Regions from separate parts of the Mus musculus genome. Here region 1 is linked to region 2. Evidence: chromatin contacts called from public HiChIP or PLAC-seq data. All regions are on one chromosome and are shown on one strand. The core of a region is the stretch at or near the end of the contact, and the rest is flanking DNA. Distances in the headings are between cores, read along the strand shown. Region 1 overlaps Dgkd (diacylglycerol kinase, delta). Region 2 overlaps Gigyf2 (GRB10 interacting GYF protein 2).

Region 1 (7,605 bases), core at 2,713-5,212, 510 kb before region 2:
TTTATCTTAGTTGTATTCTGACTGTTTGAGTTTTCTGGTTTTCTTGAGACTAGGGCTAGTCTTAGTCCTCACAAGTCTTAGAGTATGAAGCTTGGCCACAGAGGCCAATGCTTCTTGGTCCAGCTGCCATTCACACATCCTGGCTGCCCCACTCACCTGTCCAGCATCTTAGTGCTGGCCCTCTCCAGCTTTGCCAAGATCTGAGGAAGCTGTGTATCATCATCACAGGCAGAGCCCCAGCCAAGAACACGGGCCAGGTCGTTCCCTGTCCCCAGGGGCAGCACACCTAGCTGACACTGGTGGAAAACAGTGAGGAAAACATTCCTTAGACAGCAAGTCTAAGAACCATTCTCATGCAGTACACACTCTGTTGACACCATCAATAGCCACAATAAGTGTAGGAAGTCTGATTTGAAGTATGTGGCCTGTACCTTCTCAGTAGAGCCCACTAGAGGGGACAGATGGGCTTTGTGATCACCAGCAGATACCAGGATCCCCAGCCCTTCCTCACTTATTCAACATGTCTTGGCAATCAAACCTTGCTGGTTTCTATAACCCCTCCCTTCCCAAAGACACTGAAATACTCAGACCTAAAGAGTCAATCTATAACTCCTCAAACATCTCTCTACCCTACTGTACATCTCACTCATTGATGCCACACCACTAAAAGTCACCCCCCCCCACCCCCCAACTTATAGGTCCTATCAGAAGCCATGCTAAGGCTGTCTGAACATACAAGACCTAGTCTGTGTCCTGTATTTACCTGTAAGGTAGTGGTTTCCTAAATTGCCCCTAGCCCTGCTATCTCCTCCTAGACTTAACAGAGGGCAAAAGTAAGGGAAGAAGGCAGAACAGAGAAGGAAGGGGCAAATATGGGGTCTAGTAAAGTCTGCTGTCAGCAGGGAGGACCAAGGGTTATAACTGTCCTAGGGAGGGTTACTCTCAGCAGCCTATGGATGGCCCAGACTAAGGAAGATACAAGAAGGCTGGGATCATGTGGGCAAGCCAGCAACTAGCTTGAAGTAGGGAAAAAGGAAGACGAAGATATCAGGAATAGTTGGGGGCTTCTCCTTGGGTCTTGAATGCATGAAGACTTTCGGGCAAAGTAGGAGCTGAGTGAAAAGCAAGGTTGGAAACCTGCAACATTACAATACCCAGAAACCCCAGAGTGTCCCCCAAATTGGCATGGCATCAAACTCCAGTGAGTCACAAGCTTTCCCCATAGGAAAAGTGTGAAAGATGAGAGTGGGACCCATGAAGTTTGACCATATAGCATGTACTAGAGGCCAGGGGAAGAAACACTACCCCATAGAGGGCTGGGGAAGCTAGGGGTGCAGGAGAGAGTACACAGAGCTCCAAGAAGCACAAAGAAGCCATAGGAGACAAGTGTTTACAGAACTTGACTGAGTACCAGAACCACATTCATAGCATTTCTGCAAGCCAAACAAACATTCAGCTCAAAAGCCAATCAACAAAACTGTAACTATAGTCCCACCACTGGGGGGTGCTGAAGCTTTTCCTAGAGTTATGGTGTGGCTATCAGTAAACCCTGGACCGTCTCTTCTCCAGACAATACACAAATTATGATTGGTGAGTAAAACTAGACAATGAACACAAAATCACTGAAAACTAAAGAACAACAACAACAAAAAATCATAAAGAAAATAAAAATGATAAGCCAGAAAACTAGGGAAATATGTTTGTTTTGTTTTGTTGTGTTGTTGTCATTTCAAGACCGTATTCCTCTGTGTAGCCCTGGCTATCCTGGAACTCTGTAGACCAGGCTGACTTGGAATTCACAGAGATCCACCTGCCTCTCTGTCTCCTAAGCGTTGGGCTTAAAAGCACGCGCCACCACCGCCTGGCAGGAAAAAAGCTGATCTTTACTGACAGACGTAAAAACCATGAGCAGGGGATTGGTTTAAAACAGCATTCCAATAAGGCTGCCCTTGACGTTACTGTAAAATGAACACTTTCTGTTTACACACCTGAGCAAGACAAGGCAAGGCAAGGTCCCATGTCACCTGGAATGTGAACTGGAGCATCCCTGACAAGTGCAATTTGGCACTAAAAATTTAAATAAGGGGCTCCTCAAAAGAGAAGATTCCATAATGTGAACAGGATTTCTGCAAGGTTGTCACAGTCCTCGAGCTCCTGCATGAGGGGAAAAGTGCTAACTCAGGTCCTCCCACTACATCCCATGGAAAACTGCCACTCTGAGCTGTTCCTGGAGCAGAATACGGAAATCCACACATACTGCTATTTCAACAGTTCAGTAACCAACTAGCAGGCTGCATTTTGACACAATCTGAGTGACGGCTATGACAGTAGGCACAACGGCTAATTGCCAAAAAGAAGGACTGAGGGTAAAAAAATCAATGAACACAGGAAGAAATCAGGATAATATATCTTTATTTTAGTGTTAAAAACTAGGCAATTAGGTTCAATGAACTGCAACTCAAACTTTATAGAGGTTGAAGATTCTTCCTCTCCTCTTAAGACAGAGGCATCTAGCAATTAGGTACATCACCTCCCAGGAAAGAGGTGGCGCTTAGGGGACTACAGCCCCCATACTCATCCCCCACATGGAGCCTGATGCCAAGTTGTTTTTACAGCTCCCTTAACCTACATGATTTTCCCATTCATCCATCACAGTGGGGTGCCCCTCAACACCTGTTTGTAGTACCTGTTTGTGAAGGTTGAGGCTATCGATTTCAGAGAGGACCCAGCCAACACTGCCATCCCCGCCACAAACCAGAATCCGGAAGGTGTCAAACTTCTGAAATAACCGTAAGCTGTAGAAGAATGGGAAGCCAGGGAAATGAGTGCACTTTAAAAGACAAATGACGGGTTTCTCTGTCCTACACTGAGGGGACACCCTGTTCCATGTGGCTAAGCCCAGATATGTATATATAAGGTCGACAAGGTGGCCTAGATGTCTGTCTGCCAAACCCCTCTGCTCAGGGCCCATTTTTGTCTACATGAATGATGGCAATGTCAGATCCCAGCAGCTCCTCCAACCAGAAACAGGGAGGAGATAATACACACATTTCAGGGTACCACGACATTCTCACTTGATGTCAGCTCCTAGAAGGACTTGTGGCACAGTCTTCCATATCCCAGCTAAATACCAGGCCCAAGAACCCCAACTCTTGCTTTCCTCATTCATGTGCTAGCCCAGCCCTCCCCTCCCCGAGTAAGGGCAGCTTGGCTCAGCCTCCATTGCTGCTCTGAGTCCTTAAGGAGTCTCCAATAAAACCTTCTCAAACAAGAGTTCTATCATATGTTTTGTCTAATGGCTTGCTAATTAAGAGAAAAGAGTCAAATATCTCAGCAAATAATAGGAGCCCTCTCTGATAAGTATCTGATGCCCTCAGCTCCACCAAGGTCTGACCTAGTCCCTATCATGTATATAGGAAAAGGTGAAGGCAAGAGTATAAAGTGGGCACACTGGACCTCCTCAGAAGCTAGCACATTGGAGACACTAAATCACTAGCTTAACATAGTCTCCCTTACTTCGGATCCCAAAGAAACCAGTGCCTCCCTCCATTCAAGTAACTATTTACATATGCTGCCTTCTCACCAGGGACCTTGCAGACTCTGTCTCTAATGGAGCTGGCTGCAGAGGAAGTCCTCTGAACACAAGCTAGGATGGGCAACAAGACAGTGCCTCAGATTTGAACCATGGTTCAAATAAGTTCTGAGCATCAAGATTGCATTGACTTCCAAAGGGTAAGAAAAATATTTACATGTATCCTTTAAATGTTCACCAATGAGGATCCCTGCTCTCTAGAGAAGCAGTGGTCAACCAAGGCCAGAACTCAGGTAGTTAACCAAGTGTATGATATCAGGTGCTTCCCAGAAACAGGAAATGAGTACACCAGCTGCCAAGCCATCTCTACTAGACCTCTGTCACACCACCCTCTGCTTAGCTCCAGCGATATATCAGGGAGCTCTTACACATCAAAGTCCAGCTTGCCTGCCACACAGCACAGTGGAGTTTTCAAACAATATCCCTACCTGAGCCTGTTCAGTGTAGTACAATCAGCAGATACGGTACTTTTAATATCCCTGCCGAACTGAGACTAGTTCCTCATTAACCTCAGAAAGAATGGATCTGTGCCATTCAGAAAACAGGTATCTGCAGAATTTCAGGAATGCTGCCTTTGAACAAACAGCCTGTAGGAAGCCACTAGTGACTGTCTTCCAGCAAGCTGTGCAGCAAGTGAGAAAGAGCAGAAAAACAAAACAAAAATAAGAAACAAAAAAACAAAAACAAGAAAGAACATTGAAGGCCCAACACCCATGAGCCCCACAGCTTAGGCACACAGAGAAGTCCAGGCTCAAGCTATAGCAATATCTGGCTCTAAAAGAACCTCTCCTAAGCTCCTCCCAAACTCACAATGGAAGTAGGGGCTGCAAGCACCTCCCATTTCAATCTCCCCAAATGCTGGCATGCCCTCTGAGTCCTACCTTACAAGAACAAATGTTTCTTGCAAACCTGTGGAAAGTACAAAACTAAAAGGGAAGGCCACGTCTCCCTGGCTGGCAGGCGAGCACTGCACCTGCATGAAGATCCCACTGTGCTGAGATGGAAAAGTCCCCTTGGTTTTACTGGAAAAAGGCTTCCCGAGAACTAAGCGGGCAGTCCAGAGAGCAAGGCAGGTCTGTAAGCACCAGCACAGAAATGTCCCAAGCACAGGAGCTGATACATGTGAACATGCTGTACGTAGCAACTAGAGTAGTTGCGCATGCATGTTCACTCTTGTGTGGTGCTTTTGCAATGGGAGATGCAAACACCTACCATCTATTAGGAGCAGGTCCTTCATAAGCAGACTTTTGAGAGGGGCAGTTGAACTTTGCTATTTAAAAATTTCTTTATAAAAATGCATTTTTATTTTATGTATACTGCTGTTTTGCTTATATGTATGTTCATGCACCACGGGTACAGTGTCTACAGAGGCAAGAAGAAGGTGTTGAATAATACTCTGTGACTGGAATTATAAACAGTCAATATGATGTGTCTATAAAAAGATAAAGAGAGGAGGAAATATGTTCTATGGAGGTGTGATGAAGTGTGGGGGAAAAGGAGTGCCTTGATGGGCCAATGCTGAGGTATCCCTTCCCCCTAAGGGACCAACCACACAATGGTATAGCATAGAATAGAGTTATTTGGGACATGGGGAGAGGAGTCAAGAGGGTAGTAGAGGCAGAGAAAGGAAGAGAGAGACAGAGACAGAGAGAAAGAGAGGGGTAGAGGAGTAGAGCGGTCGGCCATCAGCACATGGAGAGGGGAGGGAATGGAGAGAGAGGTAGGAAAGGAAGCAGAGAAAGAGCAAGACAGGAGCAAGAGAAAGCGAGAACCAAAGAGCTAGGAGGGACAAGCAGCCCCTTTTATAGTGAATCAGGCTGTTGCCAAGTAACTGTGGGGTGAAGCTTAGACAGAATGCTAACAGTTGTGAGCTGTCATTTACATATTGGGAATCAAACTTGGGTCCTCTCAAGAACAGCCAATGCTCATATGCACTAAGCCATCTCTCCAGAACTTAAAAAAAAAAATCTTATTTTTGATCCTTTTAAAACGAGTATGTCTTATCTACAAAATATTGTAAATTCCTAGAATGGAAAGTCTCACACAATCCCTACCCAAGGTGTGGTCCTCCATTCATGAGGTCAAAAACCTGGGCAGGGTTCAGCAGCTGCTTGAATCTTCTGAGAAACTTCACACCTTGATTGTCTCCACTTTTTGAGTTGACAAAAACCAGCAGAGGGCTTGTACAAGACGGGGGACAGGTGGCCTTCCAGAACCCTAGAAATGAGGTGGGGTAGGAAAGAACCTTACAAGCTGTTGAGCTGTTGTAGACTGGGTAGCAGCAACAAGAGGCACAGAACTCACAGCACGAGCGAGCCAGTGAAGGACAACCCGGGTGTGAGGAGGTGAGCCTGCCTCACCTCACAGATTTCCCCTCACTGTATTATTCCCTCTTCTTGCTGCCAGCCTGGCAGAGCTCATTCCTCTGAATCATGTACCCGGAGATCCCTTCACCAATCCTTGCCAGCATGTTTCTCCATGGTCCAAGCAGACATGCTAGGCTCTGCCACAGATGGTGACAGGCACAGTCTTTCAGCTCTTGGCAGACCAGGACACTTTACACTGGGTCTCTACTCAGCAGCCAGTACATCTCTCAATCCTTCCAACAGTGCTGGTTCAAGCTTGCAAGCCCTATGGCAATTCCCAGGATGCCAACTATGACCTCTGCCCATGCCACATCTGAGCCTAGCCTCTTGCTGATCATGTCTCAAAACTGTCACAACACCCATCTCCAGAGCTGGTAAGGAAGGCAGCACAGCGGAATGGCATGTGAACACCCACCATCGGAGTCAATACTGTTGAGTGCCGTGGGAGGGATGACAGACACCTTGCACAGGCCAAGTGGACACTTCATCACCAAGGACTCTTTGCAAGATGTGTGAACCTGAAATAAAAATCAACATGTCACCAGGAATCATAGTCTCCTCGCATACACCAGAAGCTCCCTGGCACAGCATCTAGAGATCCCTCCCAAGCAGAGGAAGTAACCATCAGAGCCAGCGAACCTGTATCCCCAAGCACCCTGTGCCTGGCCTTAGAAATAGGAGGCGGGAAATCGGATGGGATTCCACCCAGTACAAGCCAGACATGAAACTGAACCACAGCCCCCCGCTTCCATCTTAGCTACCATTAACTTTCAGGGCTCCTGGACAACCTGCCCTCCTATGACTAGGTTCTTTGCTAGTCACTCACAGGGTCAAAACAAGGTGCCAACCACAGGAACCACAGCTGTCTAGTCAGTGACTGACCCTCATTGCCATGTTTCCTTCCAATCACTGGTGGAGCATAGCAATCTGTACACCAAGCAGGGACATGCTAAAGGCATCCCAGAGTTCCAACCCATAGTCAGCTGGGCACCCTAGGGCAGAAGTGCTCTTCTCAAGACACACCTCCCCACACAAGCTTTTCCCTGATGGCCAGTGTGGGCAGACAAGCAGGGCTATGAGACTTGATTCTGTCGTCAAGAGGCTACAGCAGTGCCGTGGCTCCTCCTCTTTGCTTGAGGATCTCTATGATCTCTATGATCACTGTCCCAGAACAAACTTCCTCAGGGTTCCTCATTAGTGTTCCTACTCTCACTCACAGAAAAGTCCATGAACCTGTCCCAAAAGACCCCTTCACAACCTGCTAAGACGCTGCAAGGAGCAGATATGGTACTTTTTGTGTAAAAGATGGGATCAAAGTCAAAGGAAAGGAATTAACAAAACTGTCAAAAATGAGGCTGACCAGACCCAAGTCAAGCCTCAGAAAACCTCTGGGGTAAACTCAGGAAGGAGAAGAACAGAGCCCCAAGCCCAGAGTGTATCCACACATCAACAGGCAGGACAGACTGTATCTACTCACCATGGCTTTGCACCAGAGGCAGCGCCAGTCCTGCAGGCGTAACACGCTGCCACAAGTCTTGTCACACACGATACACTTGGCACTCACAGGCAGGTTTCCTTCCAACCACTGGTGAGGCATGGCAATCTATAGACCAAAGAGGGACATGCAAGAGACATCCCAGAGTTCCA
Region 2 (7,387 bases), core at 3,826-6,325:
AGGAAGAATCCTAAATTCAGAGATATCAGGAGTAAGGTCTAGTCAACACTTCACACGAGTAGCTGGGTTTTAAGAGTTCTGCTTGTGAAAGTCAGCTCTCTTATCAGTGCTTTGAGGAAGGAGGTAGCAGGTAACAAGCAACCTGAGCTTCCCAAAAGTTTCCCCTTGAAGGGTACAGACCGAGGCTTAGGTACAGCTTCAACTAAAGAGATGCAGACTGTGACTGGAGAAAACAAGGGGTGAGAACATGCCAAAAACCAAGCGAGCAGCTTTTAGCTCCTGACACATCAAAGTCACATTTCAACTTTAAGACAGGAAATAAGGCTCAAACTTGTCAGGTAAATTCAAGTAATGATTCACTATAATTGTTCTTGTGATTGAAAAGAAACAATTCTCAAAAATAATGTATGAATCATGGAAGAGAAAGTATGATGGCCAGCAAGCCAGTGAGTCTCATCCTTTAATAACAGAGGATACAGCACATTCACTGCCACCTATCAAACAATTACCGTGAAAATAACACTGGTAGCCTCAGTATAGCTGTGTAAGTCAACATCAGGTTACTGCAGAAATCCAGTATTCATGGTAAATTAAATAGTATCACTTTTATCAATGGACAACCACTACTTGCTTCAATTTAATAAAAACATAGACAGACACACACATAGCAACCTCTACTAGCAACTCAACTGAGAAAGGCCAGCCTCAAGAGAAAATTTTCCCAGCCAAAGGATTAGGCCTTCAAAATATCCTAACACAGTAAGTGGCACTTATATTTGGATAAGCCTCAAGTTCAAGAAATTTTATGAGCCAGAAAATAAGAAGGAGATAGAGGTGAGAGGAAAAGTGTACATTCTAAGTAAAAGTAATAAGAACTTTTCAGAGGCCAGCCATTTTGAAACACAGAAGATAAAAGCTTTGACATGAGCTATGAAAGGGAGAGAGTCAGACCATAAAGGACCTACAGGTTAGGTCAGGATAAGATATTGGTCTCATTCTTTATTGGTTAGAAAACCACCGACAGATTTTATACAGTATATATAGATGAATGCACAGTAAGTTCTGAAAAGGTCATTAGTGTTCAGTATACAATTCTCCCATTCAAAAATGCCCATTATCATTTCAATTTACTTCTATGAAACTACCAGGTTGGGTATGGTAGTTCATGCCTATGATCCCAGCAACTTAGGTAGGAGCAAGAGAACCACCACAAGTTTGAGGTCAACCTGGTCTGCAGAGCAAGTTCCAGGCCAAAACCCTGTATCAAAGAAAAAGAAAGAGAAACTACCATTCTTTCTTCCTTCACTGCAACCCTGGTTGTCATTCAAAGAGAAACAAGTACTCCTGTGTCTACTGTGAATCTCAGGCAAGTGGGAAGATACTCACCATATGAGGAGGGGGAGCTGGGCCTGGAGAGAAAGGAACCCTTCCCCACATTTTCATGATATCACCAAGGGGCTGGAAGCTTTCATCACATGCTCTCTTCACCAGCAAAGACATAGTAAAATAGCCCGCCTGAAACCACTCGGCCATCTCCTGATTGTTAAAGGGACCTAAACACAAGGGGAGTGAGAATGCTGTCAGGCTCAAAAATAAGTATATTCCCTGAGTCTCATGTTCATTCAAAATTTTATAGAATACCAGCTTACCTCAAAAAGTAACAAATAAGATTTTTTAAAATTAGATACAAAGGGAATTAAATTTTGAAATGCACAATGTTGTGTCCCCAAGCTGGGAGTTTAAGCCAGGACATTACTCATTTTCAGCAAGTACCCTGCTGCTGAGTCTCACCCCCGAGCAAGCTCCAGCCTGACGCGTCTCAAATTTGTCACCAATGCTTTAATGACTATACGCAGAATAACCGTCTCGCCCTCTGCAACAACTCACATCAGGAGCGTAAAATACACTGACGAGCTGATAGCATGTGCTGGATATGATCACTAAATTCTCAGGGCTACATTTGTTATGTTCTGTTGGAGATTAGTGATTTGTAAAAAGCAATCATCAACTGAACTAAGGCAAACTGCAATGAATGTACCCAACTAGACCAAATCTGGCCTTGAGAAAAAAATAGCATTCTTTAGTTGAGCACTTTAAACATAAAAACTTACAGAACAGAGACAAATTTTCAGTATTTTTTTAGCATTAAAAATTTTTTTTAGGTATGAATGGGTGTTTTGCCTATAGGAATGTCTCTGTACCACATATGTGGCTGGTCACAGAGGCCAGAGTGGGTGTGGGATCCCCAGAACCTGAGTTACAGATGGGTCTGACTATATAACTATGTAGATCCTGGGAGTAAGCCTGGGTCCTCTGGAAGAGCAGCACTTTTTTAACTGTTAAGTCATTTATCCAGTAATCCCATTTTTGTTTCTTCTTTCTTTTTTTTTTTTTTTTTTTGTTTTTTTTTTGTTTTTTCTGGACAGGTTTGGTCTGTGTAATAGCCCTGGCTGTACTGAATTTGTTTTACAGACCAGGCTTGTCTCAAACTCACAGAGATCTACCAGTTTCTGGCCTCTGCCTCCAGAGTGCTGGGATTAAAGGCATGCACAACCACAACTGATCCCCTCCAAATTTTTAATTAAAATAAAACACCGCATCACCACAGAATATGTGTGTATATATGCGCTGATACACGCACACACTGTCTGTCTGTCTGTCTGTCTGTCTGTCTGTCTGTCTGTCTGTCTTTCTCTCTCTCTCACACACACACACACACACACACACTCACACACCAGAATACTAACAGGAAAATCCCTAGCTTAGAAGCTAAAACCACTTCCAAATAATTTATGGCTAAAAGAATGTGTATGTCTCTATGTGTACTTGTACACTCCACATACACTAAATAAACAATGATAAAGTTAAACTTACTCTTGGAATAAGATGCTTCATTCAACTTATAAAAATGTATGAGTAAGCTGACTATAATGGTGGGGAAGGAAGGGTTACCAATATTTTATATGGTACATTACATATGGTGCAGAAATATTTACACCACCTTTTTTATCCTAAGGATGAGAGCTTACTTTGGTAGCACATATACTAAAAAAACTGGAATAGCATGGTCCCTATGCAAGGATGACACCCAAATCTGTGAAGCATTTTATATATTATATATGCAAAAGAGTTGAACTAAAAAACATTAGGAAATAAAAAAGATGAAAGATGAGAAGTCGGTTAAAATGGTTACCACTAAGCCTGACAACTAACTTGAGAAAGATCTCTGGGAACCACACAGTGAAGAGAATCAACACTTGCAAGTTGTCCTCTGACTTCCACACCATGTGTGCACCTGCCCACCACCATCGCACACACAGATGGTTCCCAGTTAAAACACCCATTGCTCTGGCAAAAGATGCAGGTTTGGGTTCCAGCATCATATGTCAGCTTACAAACACCTGATACACATGTACATATAACCCCCCACACACACACACACACACAAAATTTAAAATGGAAAAAAAAAAGTAAACACCTGTAAGAAGACAAAGATCTGGGCCAGCAAGATGGCTCAGTAAGTATGAGCACTTAAACCCAGTGACCCCAGTTCCACCCTTGAAACTCAAGGAAAGGTGAAAATGCAGAACCAATTCCATAGAATTGTCCTCTGGCTTCACACAACATGCAAATACATAAATAGTGATAATAAATAATAATCTTTAGAAACAAAAAAAGGACCTACCACCAGGTACACACAAACATGCCTAGTAGAATAATTGTGTCTGTTGGCTTTATTATTTCTAGCTACTACGGAGGGCTGGGGCAGGGGCCTTCAGCCCAGAAGTGTGAAATCAGTGTAAGTAATACAAGATATCATCTCAAAAAGGGAGATAGAGGCTGAGAAAGGGAAAAACTCCTTTAGACATAAACACAGGTAAAGATGCTCAACACAGCAATCAGAGCCAGACACCACAGCACTCTAGGTTTGGGAGAAGGCATCCGTAATCCCAGCGCCCTTGAGGCCAAGTCAGGAGAATTAGAGCTGGAGCTCACCAGGGGCTAAACTCCCTCCGCTCAAACAAACGGTACATACAATGGGATATCCCAACAACTACAAAATAAACCAAAAGTGAGCACGGATGTAGACAAATGAGAATCCTGTGTACCTTTGGCAAGAACATAAAACAGCACAGCAGCTATAGAGACAGTTACAAATATGATAGAGAAGCAGGTAGGTCTGAGCATGTCTGTTGCAGGATATGTGGTCACACTGTGAACCCCAAGATTGTGTTATTTACTGAAAAAACTGTTTCTAGTTGTGGTATGGCTTAGCCCTTAGATTACACCTTTAATCCCTCTGGCTGGAATGTAAACACACCCTTAGTACACACACCTTTAATCCCAAACAATGAATGTAAAGTTAGTTTGCAGAAAGAAACACCCATGTTTGAAAGTGGTGTCGAACTGAGTGGCAGACAAGCTGATTTGACAAAATAGGATATGCCAAACTCTCATGAGAAGAAAAAGGAGGGCTGGAGAGATGGCTCAGTGGGTAAGAGCACTGACTGCTCTTCCGAAGGTCCTTAGTTCAAATCCCAGCAACCACATGGTGGCTCACAACCACACCTGACACCCTCTTCTGGCGTGTCTGAAAACAGCTACAGTGTACTTATGTATAATTTATTATTATAATTATTATTATTATAATAATTATTATTATGTATAATAATAAATAAAATCTTAAAAAGAGAGAGAGAGAGAGAGAGAGAGAGAGAGAGAGAAGAGAAAGGCTACTCAAGAGCAGTGCAGAGAGAAAAAAAAAGAGGAAGGAGAAAGAGGCACTTTTACTGTGAGAGTTTTACAGAGGGGGGTTAAAGAGAGAGCAAGCTAGACAAGCATAAAGATAGAACAAGCCAGAGAAAGAAAAGGAGCCAGAAGATTAGAACAGAATGTCAATGTTTGAGGCCAAGCAGAGTAATTCAGTAAGAAACTGAGAAGATAGATTGAATCAATTAGAATGGAGAGGAGATTTAGCCAGATCAGCTGAGTTGAGTGAGCCAACTAGAGAGGGGTGAGCTTATTCAATAGTAAGTCTCAGAGGCTGAAAACACTCTGGGCCTAGATTAGATTGTACAGAGGTTAGCAGATGGAAGTAAGCCTCAGAGATGACAAATCAGGAGACTAAAAGATACACATATTTATAGTGCTAGCATTCAGGAGGCTGAGAGACAAGACACTGCTCAAAGTTCAAAATGGATGGAGATCCTGAGCCACAGTAAAGTATCATTACACACTTCCTAGAATGATTTTAAAAAACAAAAACAATGAAACACAAAACCTATCATCATCAACTTCTGGTAAAGAGAAGTAGTAATGTGCATATTGTCAGAGGGCATATAGGATGGTTCAAACACTCTGGAAAGCAGTTCTAAAAACGAAAGATTCGACTGCCACTTGACCTAGTACTTGCACTCCTGGGCTTTATTCTGAAAGAATGACATACTTTCACATACCGCTCATAAATGTTTACAGCAGTTTCATTTCTAGCAGTCAAAAAATTTGAAGCACTCAAATGTCCTTCATCAGAAGAATGGTTAAACATGCTATAACACACCAGCATGGTCGAGTATGACTCAGCAGTACAAGGAAAGAAAGTAATTACATATGAAGCCACCTGGATGAATCTCGGGGATTATACCAAGTGGACAGAACCACCCCAACCAAACATTGTAAACTGTGTGAGTCTATTTACATAACATTCCTAAAATGGTAAAATATAAAACTGTTAACAGATTGATGTTTACCACAGATTAACAAAGAAGTGTGAAAGGAAATGCATGTTGCTATAAAAGGACAACAGTGCTGCTAAAACCGCAAAAAAATCTAGTTAACCTTCTACTTGGATGTCAATAATGAACAAGACCAGGCAGTGGTGCAGTAGGTAACTCCTGCAAAGTAGAGCAAGGCAGGGTAGGCTAAGAGAACTGGAAGTGGAAGACACTAACATTCTGGTGCCCTCACAAGATATATTCCCTAAGTATTGTGCTAAAACTGACACTAATATACCAATAAGCAACTCAGGAGTTAAACATTTTTTAAAGCAGAAATGAATCTACACATGCTTTACAATTTCTCTCCTCTAATCTAGTTTATTCAAATCTTTTAAGGGATGCATTCGTAATACTATAGTCTTTTCTTAGTCATTTCAGTAATTCTTTGTTCTTTATAGCAAGCCTACCTCAGCAAATCATGTCAGGCTCTCCAACACTTGCTGCTAGCACCTTCTGTTGGTGTGGATGCTGAAGCAGAGATGTGAGTGATGTAGCATCTCTTACCTAGCTGGGATGTATGGAGCTCAGGGAGTGCACAGAGCATTCTGCTGACCCCGCTGCCAGTTTAGCCATCACTCTACCTGTGTTTGTTTCCTAGGTTTCTTCTTTGTACTTATAGAGCAAGTCTGTTGACTTTGTTTTCCATTATGCACACTGACATTAAACAAACAGGAGGCTCTGAAAGGAGCACCAATACTTCAATATTTAAAGTACAAATGGACCACTGACCTTGAATCTCCCCCTGAGGGTCTTTGTAATACCACTTCTGCATTGCTTCATGCATCAGTGGGATTGACACTCCTTTAGCTCGGTGCTCTTGCAGTTTTGATGTCAATCTTTCGTCGTCTAGTGCACTGTCTTGGAGATAAGCCACCATCTTCTCAGCTTGCTAATAACAGAAGACAAAAGTATAATAGGAAACAAATACTCCTGAATTAATATTATAAGGCTAATAACAATCACTATTTTTTGACTACTTGATTTATGAAAGGAACACAAACTGTTAACAACCTGATCCCATTTTATGGGAGAAAAATTATGAATCAAAGACTCAAAGTAAACCAACTAGATTGGACTACAAACTGGTACAGATCAAAGCCCAGGCTTGAAATAAGGTTTTAAAATATGATGTTGGCCCATTCTAGATTGTTTTCACAAACCTGCATGTTTGAGGAGAGATGTTAATAGAACAGAAGACTCAATTAATACAATTGTAAATAAGTTATTTTACAAGTTCCACTAAGATATAACTAACCTTTCCTTCTATGTTTCCTGTCTCTAACCATGCCACCCCAAGGAGAGAGGAATTATTCTGTGGAAAATCAACTCATCATTTACATGTGACATTACACACAATTTTAGGGAAACACAGACATGAATAAGAATGTTAACATCCTGAAGTTTTTAACCATCGTCCCCACTGTACTTAAGAAGCACAGAAGACACAGGGATCGTCCACAGCTGCTTGTGTTCACCATTTTTAGCATTCCATTAAGATCCAAAAAGAAAAGAAAGGAAAACAGCTGAGGGCAATCTCAAAAAAGCAAAACATAACCTGACATAATGACTACTACATAGCAGAAACTTAAAAGCATGAAATGATCTGAAAGACA

The links. HiChIP or PLAC-seq counts read pairs in DNA pulled down with a chosen protein or histone mark.
Region 1: an H3K27ac HiChIP or PLAC-seq map of extraembryonic endoderm stem cells shows a contact between it and region 2, with 7 times the contacts expected there. The contact joins two enhancer-like sites. A contact is called at or near these places in 3 of 39 promoter capture datasets (the 3T3-L1 cell line, the HPC-7 cell line and HPC-7-derived erythroid cells), 1 of 484 Hi-C or Micro-C datasets (CD4 T cells), 3 of 115 datasets of contacts at active chromatin or transcription factors (T-cell acute lymphoblastic leukemia, extraembryonic endoderm stem cells and memory CD8 T cells) and 3 of 9 other capture datasets (adipose tissue, liver and pancreatic islet).

The regions. Positions count from the first base shown.
Region 1 is chr1:87,916,763-87,924,367 of GRCm38.p6, reverse strand. Dgkd (diacylglycerol kinase, delta) reads right to left here. Exons shown (of 30, transcript NM_177646.3): 7 at 7,436-7,561; 8 at 6,374-6,476; 9 at 5,647-5,809; 10 at 2,687-2,795; 11 at 157-296. Among named protein-coding and RNA genes, the nearest start is that of Gm19582, 66 kb to the right of the region's middle. Within about 2 kb of position 3,962, at least 10 of the 459 cell types and tissues checked have an H3K27ac peak or open chromatin away from gene starts, as enhancers often do. A contact at or near this core is called in extraembryonic endoderm stem cells, where this site is marked.
Region 2 is chr1:87,410,984-87,418,370 of GRCm38.p6, reverse strand. It overlaps Gigyf2 (GRB10 interacting GYF protein 2), which reads right to left. Exons shown (of 29, transcript NM_146112.4): 14 at 6,504-6,663; 15 at 1,387-1,553. Among named protein-coding and RNA genes, the nearest start is that of Kcnj13, 20 kb to the right of the region's middle. Within about 2 kb of position 5,075, at least 11 of the 459 cell types and tissues checked have an H3K27ac peak or open chromatin away from gene starts, as enhancers often do. A contact at or near this core is called in extraembryonic endoderm stem cells, where this site is marked.